Linked DNA regions of Arachis hypogaea: region 1 is linked to region 2. Evidence: chromatin contacts called from public Hi-C data. All regions are on one chromosome and are shown on one strand. The core of a region is the stretch at or near the end of the contact, and the rest is flanking DNA. Distances in the headings are between cores, read along the strand shown.

Region 1 (6,532 bases), core at 873-3,372, 95 kb after region 2:
ATATTCAAATAGATCTAACAAATTTTTTATCGGATGTTTTTATTTCTAAAAAAATTTTATTATATTAAAATTTTTTAATTTTATAAAAATAAGACATATAAATTATTTTATCATATTTAATTTGTAAACACAATATAAATCTAACTAAAATAATAATTTATATATTTTACTTGTATAAGGTTCAGAAATTTCAATATAATAAAGTTTTTAAAACAAAAATATTTTGTGCAAAATTTATTAAGAACTATTTGAATACATATTCTAATAGTATAATTAAAAAATTGTTTAAAAAATTAAATACTTTTAAAAAATGAATAAATAAATAAATAAATAAAGGTATTGTTGAAGTTGGGATGGGGAACTGTGAAAGTGAAAAAGTATGGATTGACTTTATTCCGAAACTTCTTGGGCATGCCGTGGCATGTGGGGTACCAAAAACATACCATACGTTATACATGGACATATGGTCCCATATTTCTAGTTTCTACAATTACAATTACAACTTCAATTTCTTCTTGACCCTTACATAAATGCAACTATTTATGGTGATTTGGATTTGTGGAAGCAATTCTTGCCTTCTTAATTGTGCTCCAAGATTTAATTTAAATGCAAAGTGGTGGGGCCATGGAAGAAGAAATCTATGTTCCTCCAATCACCCATTATTATTGGATAAATTGTATATACATTTTCTTGTGACATACTCAAAAGAAATTTATTTGAATTAGAATGTATGGTGTAAGATAAAGAAGGTTTGTCTTTGAATCAAAACCTCATGCATATGGATCAACTATGTGAGGTAAATCATAAATGAGTACGCATATTTGTTTATTTTATCATTATGTATGGATCTGCCTCTGCCATAATCAATTTTCCAAACTAACATAATAATGGAAGACTAAGAATATTGAATGGTAGGTTTAATTTAATTTGTGGGTATAATCATGTTCCGTGACAGAAGAAAGCCAACTAAATACGTAAAACTTCATTAATCAATTTAAGTTGGTCGAATAATTAATATATTTATTTATTTAAATAAATGTTATAAATTCAAATTTTATTTTATATATGTACTAATTTATTAATTAATAATAAACTTTTAATCCACAACAGTTTAATTTTGATATGTCAAAATAATAATTACCAAAAACTATTTTAAAAAAGGATACTCAACATTTGTTGTTCGTTATCATTTTAGATTTTAATTTATAATATATACTATTAAATTATTAATTAATTATTCAAACTTAGCCCAATAAGATTGAAGAATCCTTGTTTCATTCCAGGCTGTATGAACCATATATTTAAAATTCTGCGACTTCGTTATCTTGAGCATTGACCAAATGAAACCATCTTATGCGATTGGAATTATCCCATATCCAATAATATCTTATTGTTATCTTTTTTTTTGTCCAGTGAGTAGAATAATTAATATTAATTTGGAAATAAATGATTTTAAACAAATTATCAATAATACAAATTTAAAAAGAGTTTACTCACTCTTGAATATCCTTCATTTAGTCATTTTACACATCAATAAGCTCAAATCATTTAGAAAATACCTAATTAGTAACTATTTTTTTTGTTAATATTTCTTTATACATTGTTACTAAAATTGTGTATAGAGTAAAATTGAAAACCATTAATGAACGTTACGAAGTGAGACATATTATGAATTAATAAGAGGACGTTACAAACAATGGAATACTACCCGAATAAAATGCTTTGTATATAAATTGACTTCTTAAACACAGAATTAGCTTAATAAAAATTATTTATAATCAGAAAAATCATTCTACGATAAAGATGATTTTGTGCATAGTTTTTTTTTTTTTTTTCAAATGTGAGATTCAAAAATTTTCTTTTGTCTTTTTGGACATGTCATACAAGAAATTGAGTGATAACCTTAACGTTTTTGGAGTGCGAGTGTTATCTTATGTTTCAAATAAGCTATTTTTTGGTTCTATAATGAAGCCAATTTTATGTTTGGATCTTGAATTAAAGGCTCTACCTTTTAACTTTTATTAAAAATTGGGCTCACGAATAACCCATCATTGTGCTACAGAGAAAACACTTATTGGGTCCAATATTTGGGCTTTGTTTATTCTCTCCAGAGAGGCTAATTACCTCATTTTTTCCATCCCACTTTGGGAGCATGGTTTTCCACTTTGTTTAATAGCGGTGGGAGCTGTCGCTGCTACCATTGCTGTTGAGTTCGAATGACCCTGCCGACTTGCCACTGTCACTGCTATATTGCTCTTGGTCTGCCCCGCGCTGCTGTTCTGCCTTGTTTGTCGTCGTTGTCGCTGGCAGAGCTGGTCAGAGCCACCATGCCATCGTTCTCACGTTGCTTCGCTTTATGGGTTGTTCTGCCCCTACTTTATGGATTAAGAAAGAAAGAAACAATGCTTCATTTTTATGGTTTGAGATGTTGAAGAAGATATTGAAGACTTGAAGCAAAGAGAAGGTGGAGAGAGGAAGCGGGAGAAGCAAGGAGGCAATGGCCTTGGGGAGTGGTGGATTTATGGGTGGCAACACTACACTCTACCTGCTCGTGACGAGTAATTACCTGCTTCGGTACGGGACGAGTTTTATGCGGGGTGGAATTTGGGGGGAGGAACAGGACAGAGTCGTGTTTAGCCGTTTAGGGAATATTTGTTCCTACCCGCTCCATTATATATATAATATATATAATATATGTAAAATAATTAGTAAAATAATTTATAATATCGTATCATATTTAAATTTTTATCTTAATTTATGTTATATATACGATGGTTATATAAATTTTAGGGCAAATGACGCATATAAACCAAGTAGAGGGTGGTTTTACACAATTCCACCAAAGATAAAAACGTTACAAGGTTCTACCAAGAGCACTTTTCTTTATAGTTCGAATTAGAGCCACTCGAATTACACATACCATAGTAATTCGAATCATACTGATTTGAATTACATATACACTAACACACAATAATTCGAATCACCCTGATTCGAATCACACATACACACACTAATTCAAAACAGCATCATTCGATCTACTCCAGAATTTCGTGCCCATAGTAATTCGAAACAGGCTGTTTCGAATTACCCCATGTTTTTCCTATATAAAGAGTTCGAAGTAACCTCATTCGAACTACTATTCTAAATCCATGCCCCACCAAATCCCAGAGAAAACGACCCAGTACGACTCCAACAAAGGTTTGAGCAGAATATTTAGCCGATAGGGGATAATCCGGACCGACTTTATCGTTTGGATGGAGTAGCCCATATAGTTGGTGTTATCCACAAAGAGGTTAGTGCGAACTTGTTCTTTTAAAATAGGAGTGAATAAGTTATTTTATTTTTATATATTTTTACCTTTGGTGTGTTAGAATGGTAGTCATTATGTACCGTTGCTAAGTTAGATAGTGGTTTTCTTAGTGAATGATGTTAGTGATTTTGTTAGCGAATGATGTTAGTGATTTTGTTAGTGGTTTTGATAGTGAATGTTGTTAGTGGTTTTGTTAGTGAATGATGTTTTGTTAGTGAATGATGTTAGTGGTTTTTATATTCTCGTACATTCTGTTTGTAGCCCCGATGTATTTCGAGCATGCGACGGCAGCAGGGTATGCGTCTGGACGAGAGGTACGTTCCGTACTTGCAGATGGCCAGCTTATACCATCTTGCGAGGCTGAACGAGAGATGGGATAGAAAAAATGACTAGGACTCCGCATTCTCACCCTCCACGAGTGCAAGTGCAACAGGCAGGATGTTGGAGTTCCCGTCTTGTGCAATCGTAACGAGCAACGTACCCCCGTATTTACCGTACAAGTGGGTCCCGTCAAACTCACCAACGCCTTGCAATGCCGGAATGCCTCAATACATGGTGGGAACGTCCAGAAAATCCGGTGAAAATAGGCTTGCGAGCCGTCCACCTGCCCCCCACTGGAACAAGATTCGTCCTCAGCACTGCAACACTACCAGGCATCGTCAGCTGCACACCTAAGACCCATCGCGGTAGCTCGTTATATGACTCATCCCAATCTCCATAAATATGGGCGATGGCCTTCTACTTGGCCAACCAAACCCTCCTATAAGTCGGCATAAGCCCAAAGTGTGCCTCCGTCGCATTTAGCAGTACCTTGATGCAGACGGATGCATCAGCTTTATAACCATTGGCATGATGAAGGCCGAGATCACATGATAATCAAGACTCTTGTGATCGCTCAAGATCGACGTTGCGAGACAAGTATGAGGTCCCTTGTACCGTTTTACCTTCCAAATACCCTTGCGCTGCCAGAGACTTAGCCTAATCAACCATGTGCACCCGTTCCCAAATTTAGGACACTTCCCAACGTACTTGCGATAATCGGACTCTGTCACTTTGTATTGTACCCCGCATCGGATGCTATACGTCTTCACGCTTAATACAGCCTCCTCTTTATCCTGAAATTGCTGACCAACCTGAAACTCTGTAAGACCTCCAGTACCCTGGGTATCTCTAGCGCCAAATCCAGTGGGTTCCGCAGGAACCCCCTCCTGTGTCATGGCATCCAAGTCCAAAGATGAAAAGTGCCGAGGGTACTGCTGAGTCCCAGAGCTAGAACTACCGCCAGCCCCATTTGGATTACTCGCTGCAATGTCATCGCTACTGTCATCAGCAATGAGGTCAGGCTCCACATCATCATCGCCATCATCATCCAGCAATGCATCACCCATTCCAGCCGATGCCCCACACTATAAAGAAATCGGTACCCTCTCCACGATACCAACCTCTCCGCCACTACTGCAGTTGAGATCAACGGCGAATGACGGAGACACGACAGGCTCGTCCCGAGGTGCATTCACAGGCACAGACAAAGATGCACTAATAGGTCTCGAGCTAGAACCGGCTACCGTGCCTAAAGTTTGGGTATTCTGGTTCGAACCTCCCGAGCTAGATACCACATCAACCAACTTTGCCAACAGCTCAGGTGTCCTGACCTCGGGAAACTGCCGACGACAATGGAACAGGACCTGCAAATCCTCGTCATTCCCTATAATGAAAGAATCGTAGTTCACGTCATCTCTAAGCACTGAGATAAGAATGTGTCAGAATAACTTCTGAACCCGTTTCACGCCTTGCAGCCTAAGTTTCTGTATTATAGAATTCAAGAAGTCATCGAATCTCGTCGTAGGTCTCATAAAAATACTTTGAGGATCTTTATCAGCGAACTTCACACCAGAGCGTGTTTTTCTCTTAATCGACCCTCTATAATGCACCAACACTACAAAACTCTCCTCACTAACCATTTTGTCTCACTCAAATAAACTCAATTCACGTTCACACCATATTTATACATGTATGGGGCTTCCTAATTTGAAACAGCCAATTTCGAATTATATATACATAATTTGAATCAGCTAGATTCGAACTGCCTATCGAATTGCTCACCATATAATTTGAATCAGAGTGATTCGAACTGCCCATGCATAATTTGAATCAGAGTGATTCAAACTGCTCCATGCATGATTCGAATCAGTTCGGTTTGAACTACCTAGCATGCATACTCCCTCATAATTCGAACATCATTGATTCAAATTACTACTGTTTTTAGTTCGAGTCAGATTGATTCGAATTAAATAGAGACATGCTTTTGGTTGATTCATGTCTCATTTTTCGGTTTGGTTGAATCATGTAATATCTCATCCATACTGGCTTAATACTGCGATTTGCCCTAAATTTTAAATTTTATTTTTTGTTGAATTTTAATAATTATAGGAGCGGGACAAATATTCGTAGAGTTAGAATTCAACTTTTTACTATCGTTGATAAGAGTGAAATGGATTTTATGTAAATTATTGTAGGGTGGGACATGATCGAATAAGACAAAAATCCACTCCTATCCGTCTCATTGTCACTCTTCGATGGATTCATGGAGAGACAGAAAAAACAAAAAAAATTATTTTGTTTTTATTTTTCTTAGTTAATAAAAATATTTAAATAATTTTGTTTGTTTTAATTTTTATATTTATTTTAAATTAAATAAAATATTAAGTCATAATTTATTTCTATAGCTTTTACATTAAATATAATAGATATTAAATCTTTATCTCTCAATCTTAATTTTTCTTTCAAACATAGTGATACATATCCATTTTTAATGTGTATAGTCAAATATGGGTCTGTCTAAAATCAACCCAACTCTTTTGAGCTTATCTGATGCACCATTAAATTTGAAGCGTTAAATTTGATTGATAAACGATCTAATGGTTTATATTTAACCTATAAATAACTTATTAAAAATTACACTATAAGAATAAATTTTTTGATATTTTAGATTTGCCCCATAATAAATTTGGAGAGATTCAAGTCATTCAACCATGGAACCCTCGTTTCAGCATAGTTGTCGACAATGAAGAAAATGACTAGTGAGTACCTATTAATCTTCTTCGGTTCTTCCTTTCTCGTTTTCTTTCGTTTTTTCCACTTCCTTTCTCAAAATTCACGATTTTCCATCTTTTTTGTTAAAGAACGATTATGATGGACTCATTTATTTATTACAGTGATATT
Region 2 (6,721 bases), core at 4,206-6,705:
TCTCTCTCTCTCTCTCTCTCTCTCGAAATTGAAGTTGACACAGGACAAGGTTGTAATTTCGGGAATTTTAGTGCGACTGGAGCTATGAACAGAACATGGTTTTACGTTAGTGCCAATGTTTATATATACATACGGTTTTAAGGGCAACCATTTTAATATTCATAAATTATATTTCATAGTGTTTGTTTGGTGCTATTAAATTGATTAAAAAAATTTTAAAAAAAAATTATTTTTTAATATATTTATTAAATTTTTAATAATAAAAATAAAAATATTAAAAAATAAAAAAATTTAAACAAATTATAATTTATATCTTTAAAAAAAAGTTTTAGATATTAAATAAATAAAAAAATGTATATTATTATACTTAAATATAATTGATAAATAAAAAAAATTGTATAAAACATTTAAAGATAAAATTATTTTTATTTTTTTATAAAATTTTTTAAAAACTAACTCAAAAAAATATTTTTAAAAAAATTCATTCAAATAAGCCCATATTAATAATTTTAAGCTATTTTTTTAAACTAGTTAGAATTGAACTTTGGATTCGGAGCACAGCGAACAACTAATTTTTGTTAAACCAAAATATGACATTTAAGTCATTCAAATAATTACTACTTGTCTTAAGTCTTATTATTTTTAAAATATCTTTAAATTTAAATATATATATATATATATATAAAGAAAATAAAATTATGATGATCCGACTGGGACATAATAATTATATAATAATATTACGTGTACAAGTATTTTTATAATAAATTTAATTAAATTGACATAACTTTAACAAAAAAAAATGATAAATTCTATGGTGTCTATAATTTTGGTGTTGAATTTGTCGAATTTATTTTGTATGGTAAATTTTAAATATTAAAAAATTATTTATTTTTATATTTTTTAATTTAAATATTAATCTTTATCTTCTTTTAGTAAGTTAGGCAAATATAGATAGGCACCATAGAATGCACTAAAAGAAATACATACACATGTATTATTGTTTTTCTTTTTCTACATTTTTTCAGTACAAAATTTTTTTGTTAGAAAATATATAAATTTATTAACATAATACATAAATTTACACATTACAAAATTTTATCAATATAACATAAAAAAATTTTATACATAACACAAACATTTGTATTCATAACACATAAATTTTTGTATATAGTACATAATTTTTTTTACTACAAATATAATTTATTGATTAGGTGAGTTAATGTTTTTAGCATGTGATTCTTTAAAAATTTGTGTTATACATAAAAAATTTATGTATTGTGCGTTAAAATTTTTGTGCTGTACAGCAGAATTTTTGTACTGTATGTATATTGGTGGTTGGATGTCAATGTTTTGGATATATAGTCCTTCAAAAAAATTTTATTGTGCACCAAAATTTAAGTATTGTACACCAAATTTTACGTGCTATATACTAAAATTTTTATGTTGTGCATATTTTTGTTGGTTAGATATCAATGTTCTAGGCATGTGATTTTTTTAAAAAATTCTGTGTTGTGCATCAAAATTTATATGGTGTGAATCAAAATTTATGTACTCTAGTTTTCTAAATATATATAAAAAAGAAGAAAATAAAAAAGATGACAACAACAATAATAATGATGATGATGAAGGAGAATGAGAAGAAAAAAATCAAACAAAAAAGAAGAAGACAGCAACGATAATAAAAGAGAAGAAAGAAGTGGAGAAGAAAGAAGAAGAAGGAACAACAACAACCATAATATATATGTACATACAATTGAAGAAGCGTGTTGTAATTTAATTGAGTACACAGTTTAAAAAAACTTAAATGCCTACTTTTATTGATAATTATATTTGTATTTGATCTCATGAATTAAATTCTCTTATATTTTTTTAGGCTAAGAAATATTTGCTATTTTATTTTAATTAAAGAAAAAATTATTTACACACAAAAAAGTTATGAAACAAATTAATTTTATTCAATACAATATTTTCTATTTAATGCATTATTATAATGTAAGATAATCATGCATGTAATTTTGGGATTTTTTTAAATAAATAAAATAAATATTATAATCACTGATATATTTATTTTGTAGAGTATTTACGTTTTTTCACACTAAACCTTATCGGATACGCACACTTCTCCACGTATCTCGTTTATAAACGAGATATTGCCATATTTGAGATAAGTGTTAACTCAGCTCGTTGACACAATAAACGAGATATAATAGAACAAAAATCAACCATCTATAAAAGGATCAACAAACCATTGGTATTCTTCACAAAATTATCAATTTTTCCTTCTCTTCTCTTTTTCTTTCCAGAACATCAAAAAAATGTCTAGTGACAGTGATTTTTTTGTTGTGATGGTTTATCCCAACTGTTAGATGAGAAACAGTGACAGCGGAATGATATTTGAGTGCGAGAGTCCAGCGCTGTTTCGATGTCAAAGAGCAAATTCGTTGTCGGAGCTAAAAAGTATGATATTGACGCACGTCGGTGGTGCGGGGAGAAAAGAGGTTGGTCGAGTTGGGTATAGGATGCTAGCACCGATGGAGAATGGGGTGTTTTCGATTTCATCTGTTTTGGCTCGATGACGATGAGTATGTGCGCCTTATGTTTGATATGCACAAGAAAATTATGGTTGAACAAGTGATGAAACTTTCAACGGAGGTTCATGACGTTAGTGGTGGTGGTAGTGGTACCTCGAACTTTGTATCGGATGATCCTCCTCTCGTACCAAGTCTGTTGCATTGTGCTAGTCCAGTGCAGGACATGGAAGTTGAGGGGGAGAAATCGGACGAATAGTACATTGCTGATAGTGACGAAAGTGGTTCATCTGAGGATGACGACGAAGATGAGTTCATACTAGAGACTCTCGTTGGGCCCTCACGTCGATACCTTTTGCCTACTCCAAAACCAATTCTAGAGTTATCATTTATGCCCAGCCACTACCACACAATGGACTTGCATGCGATGCATAAAGAAACTCTGTACTCGAACACGGGGGCCGACGATTACAACACGGATGGTGGTGTGGAGTTTAGGGTTGGTCACAAATTCAAGAGTAGAGAGGCAATGCTACAAGGCATGAAGAATTACAGCATTCAGCAAAGTGCAGATTATCGAGTAGTGGAGTTGGACCGGCTAAATTACCACGTACGATGCCGACAATTCACTAATGGTTGTCCTTGGACCCTCTGTGTCGCCCTCTGACAGAATCTCAAATATTAGTGAGTGTTATCGAATTTTACTTTGTTGTTAAAATCGTTATTGTTATTTTGGTTAGATTTTAATTTAATGATACTTAAAATCGTTAGGGAGGTGCGTAAATTTGGCGGACCACATACGTGTCTAGCCTCACCATGTCGCATGATCATCAATAGTTGGATTGCCACCTCATATGCAGACTCATCTTGCCACTCATACAGTCAAGTCCATCAGTTTCCATTCCTATTTTACAAAGTACAGTGAAGAAGAGCTATCAATTCAAGCCATCGTATAGGAAGGTTTGGATGGCAAAACAAAAGGCAATTGCTCAGATATATGGTGATTGGGAGGAGTCATAGAACAGGGTGCCACAGTTGCTCCAGGCATTGTAGAGTTATTGTCCAGGCACGATATGTGACTTTAGTGTAGTGTCGTACTATGATGGACACCTAATAGTTCCAGAGTGCAGTCAGTTTGATAAGATTTTCTGGTCGTACCCTTCATGCATTGAAACTTTCAAGCATTGCAAGTCGTTCGTATCGGTAGACGGCATGCGCTTGTACAGCAAGTATGGAGGGGTGTTGCTAATTGCAGTTGCCCAAGATAGTAACAGTAACATCCTCCCTGTGGCTTTCGCCATTGTTGAGTCTGAGAGTACGGAGTCATGTCACACCGCTGGAAGGGCTTCTCATTATATCTAACAGATCCCAAGCAATCAAGGCTGCACTTAGAGTTGATGATAGCCTATGGAAGCCTCTTAGGGAGTTTCATGCATATTGTGTCAGGCACATTGCTGCGAACTTCATGTCTCGGTTCAAGTCAGCGGAGGACAAGCGATATCTCATTAATGCTGCCTACAGTCCTAGCAGTGCTAGCTACGAGATGTACATGGATGCTCTGAGGACGCTATCGCGTGAGATGGCTGACTGGACCGAGAAATTTAATAAGGAAATATGGATGCAACATTGTGATGGTGGACGTCATTTGGTCACATGACAACTAACCTATCCGAGTGCATCAACACAATGCTGAAGGGAAGAAGATATCTACCCATTTCAGCTATAGTGAGATGCACCTACGAGAGGTTGCAGCAATTTTTTGTCTGTAAGGGTAAGGAAGCGCATGCTCAGTTGGCAGCGGGTAACCAGTTTTCACAGTGGCTGCAGGCTGCGGTTGAAAAGAATAGCGAAGGAATCCAGAAAGTTTGGGTTACATATTGCGATAGGATGGCTTCGATATTTGTGGTTGAAGAATTAGAGCTGTTTGAAAGGTGGAGTCAGGGTTCACTTCGTGTTCGATTGAGGGAGGGGTCATGTGATAGCAGGCTTTTTCAGTCACTTCATTTCCCCTGTCGTCATGCACTTGCATCTTATGCAGTCGCCAGCGTCGAGTGGGGTCCATATGTTCATCTAGTCTACCTACATGAGTCTGTCTTCAAGGTTTACAACTTGGAGTTTCCGACTATCTCTGACGAGAAGCTCTGGCTAGAGTGGCACGGTACACGTTTGCGCCCGAATCCAGCCATGCCTAGGAAGGCAACCGGTAGACTAGTTTCTACCAAGTTTTGCAGCAACATGGACGAGATAGAGCATCAAGAGAAACAGTGCGGGTTATGCCGACAACTCGGTCATACTCGAAGGGGTTGTCTGAATCAACCTACAGATGATATTTAGCAGTTGTTAAATTTGTTGTTGTTTTCATTTGTACTAGAAAGCGTGTTATTCAATAGTGGATCCATTATGGTTTTACAATGTGTTATATTTAGATTCGAAATGACATATTTTCTACCTTATACCGATAATTTGCATACATAACGGAGCCCAAAAAGGAGAATATGTAAATAAATTCAGCAACTAATATGCATAGATAGAACACAAACAAAAGGATTACAACATCACTAGAGTAAACATACATCATAAACTACTAAAGTACAGAACAACATAACAAACATACATCATAAACTACTAAAATACTAAACTAATGTAACAACATAGACTGCGTCAACGTTGCTAGTCCCCATGGTAATGAAGATGCTCTCCAGTGCCACAAGGTGGAGGTCGTGTCTGACGAGTAGGTCTGCGAGCACGCAGGTTTTGGGGAGCTGGTGGTGGTGGAAGGGCCACTGCATGTGACAGGGGTAGAGGGGGTTGAGGATGGTACGGGTATGACTGGTTAGGGACCTGTGCCTGAAAGCGTGGTGTGGGTGGTCGATACCGTGGTGGAGGAGGCACCCACATGAGGGCGTCATTAATCGGCTGTAGTTTGTGGAAGGCGGTGTGGCATACTGAATCCCGAGCCAATAACCTGGACCATGGGAGGAGCCTGCACTAGGAGACATTTGAGGCACCCAAACTGATGTCATAGCAGGTGGAGTAGAGAAAGGAACCCCATATGCGGCACCATGCTCTCTCGCTATGTGGAACTGCTCTGCAATCGGAGTATGGTCTGCGGGTCAGCGCTACGAACCTGAAAGACCTCCGAGAACTAGATCTCATCCACCATCGACCTCTCCTGCTGATTGGCTGATGCACCGAGGTCAACCCAGCCCAGAGGAGTAGTGAACTGGTCGTCATGGTCAAAATGGCTAACTGGTAGTGGTGGTGGTGACAATGGTGGTGACTCATTGGCATCATGGGGTATGTCGCCATAATCCTCGTGCCAATCAAACTCCACCTCCTCCTCAGACTCCACGTCCAACCTCTGCCTGTAGGGTCTGGCTCGCTCTCGTCAAGGCCCTGCAACTCCTCCTCTAGAATCCCTTGCCCCCCTCTCCCTCTGGCCAGGCCTCCGGGTGTTTGGACAAACCTCCCTAGCATGCCTACGATGATTAGGAACATTTGGTGGAAGTTTCAGGACCTCCCTGGGCATACTAGGCATGGGCTGGACATCATCAGGGAGTGTCGAAAGTCTAGGATCATCGAGTACATCCTCTCCGACACAGATGTCTGACCTGGCAGGTCCACTAGTACCAGTCCCATTACTCTAGTGTCGGCCTGTCGTCGGCAATGGGCTGAATGGTGATCATGTGGCCCACCTCAAACCGAGCTTTGAACGCGCCGTACCACTCCCGAAGCTTTGTAGGCCACCATACATCCTCTCCTCGTCCAATAATGGTGAGAAACCTGTTGACATTAACCGGGTTGACTGGCACCGTCTGCTCACCTCCGAATTGGCGCTTCACCCGATCGGATTGGTGAAACTCCACAATGTTGAAGCACACAAATGGAATGACAGACAACCAAGTCCTCCACTCACCAGTAGACCTCACCCAGTCCGGAGTAATGTCCTGTAGCCAAGGGTCAGCGTACGGCGTCCAAGGAAGCTACAATACACAGCATTATATTGGCGTCAGAAGCAATTCACTACATAATTATGGAAACGTGTGACATTTAACAAAGTAAAGCACAATAGTATACCTCGTCTAAAGCGAGCCGATCTAACGACGTACTCCATCGAAGGACCCTTTGTGCATGGTAGTCCCTAATCTGCTGGGACATCCCTATAAACTTGTTAATAGACGAAGAAGTTGAGT

What was found. Hi-C and Micro-C count contacts between places; a contact is called where the count stands out from the background.
Region 1: a Hi-C map of an unstated tissue shows a contact between it and region 2, with 2.5 times the contacts expected there. The contact joins two enhancer-like sites. A contact is called at or near these places in 3 of 8 Hi-C or Micro-C datasets (leaf and an unstated tissue).

What each region holds. Positions count from the first base shown.
Region 1 is chr19:139,905,734-139,912,265 of arahy.Tifrunner.gnm2.J5K5, forward strand. No RefSeq gene overlaps it. Among protein-coding and RNA genes, the nearest start is that of LOC112775354, 29 kb to the right of the region's middle. Within about 2 kb of position 2,123, at least 3 of the 3 cell types and tissues checked have open chromatin away from gene starts, as enhancers often do.
Region 2 is chr19:139,807,381-139,814,101 of arahy.Tifrunner.gnm2.J5K5, forward strand. LOC112775076 (glucosamine inositolphosphorylceramide transferase 1) reads right to left here and starts at 97. Exons shown (of 4, transcript XM_025818544.3): 1 at 1-97. Within about 2 kb of position 5,456, at least 1 of the 3 cell types and tissues checked has open chromatin away from gene starts, as enhancers often do.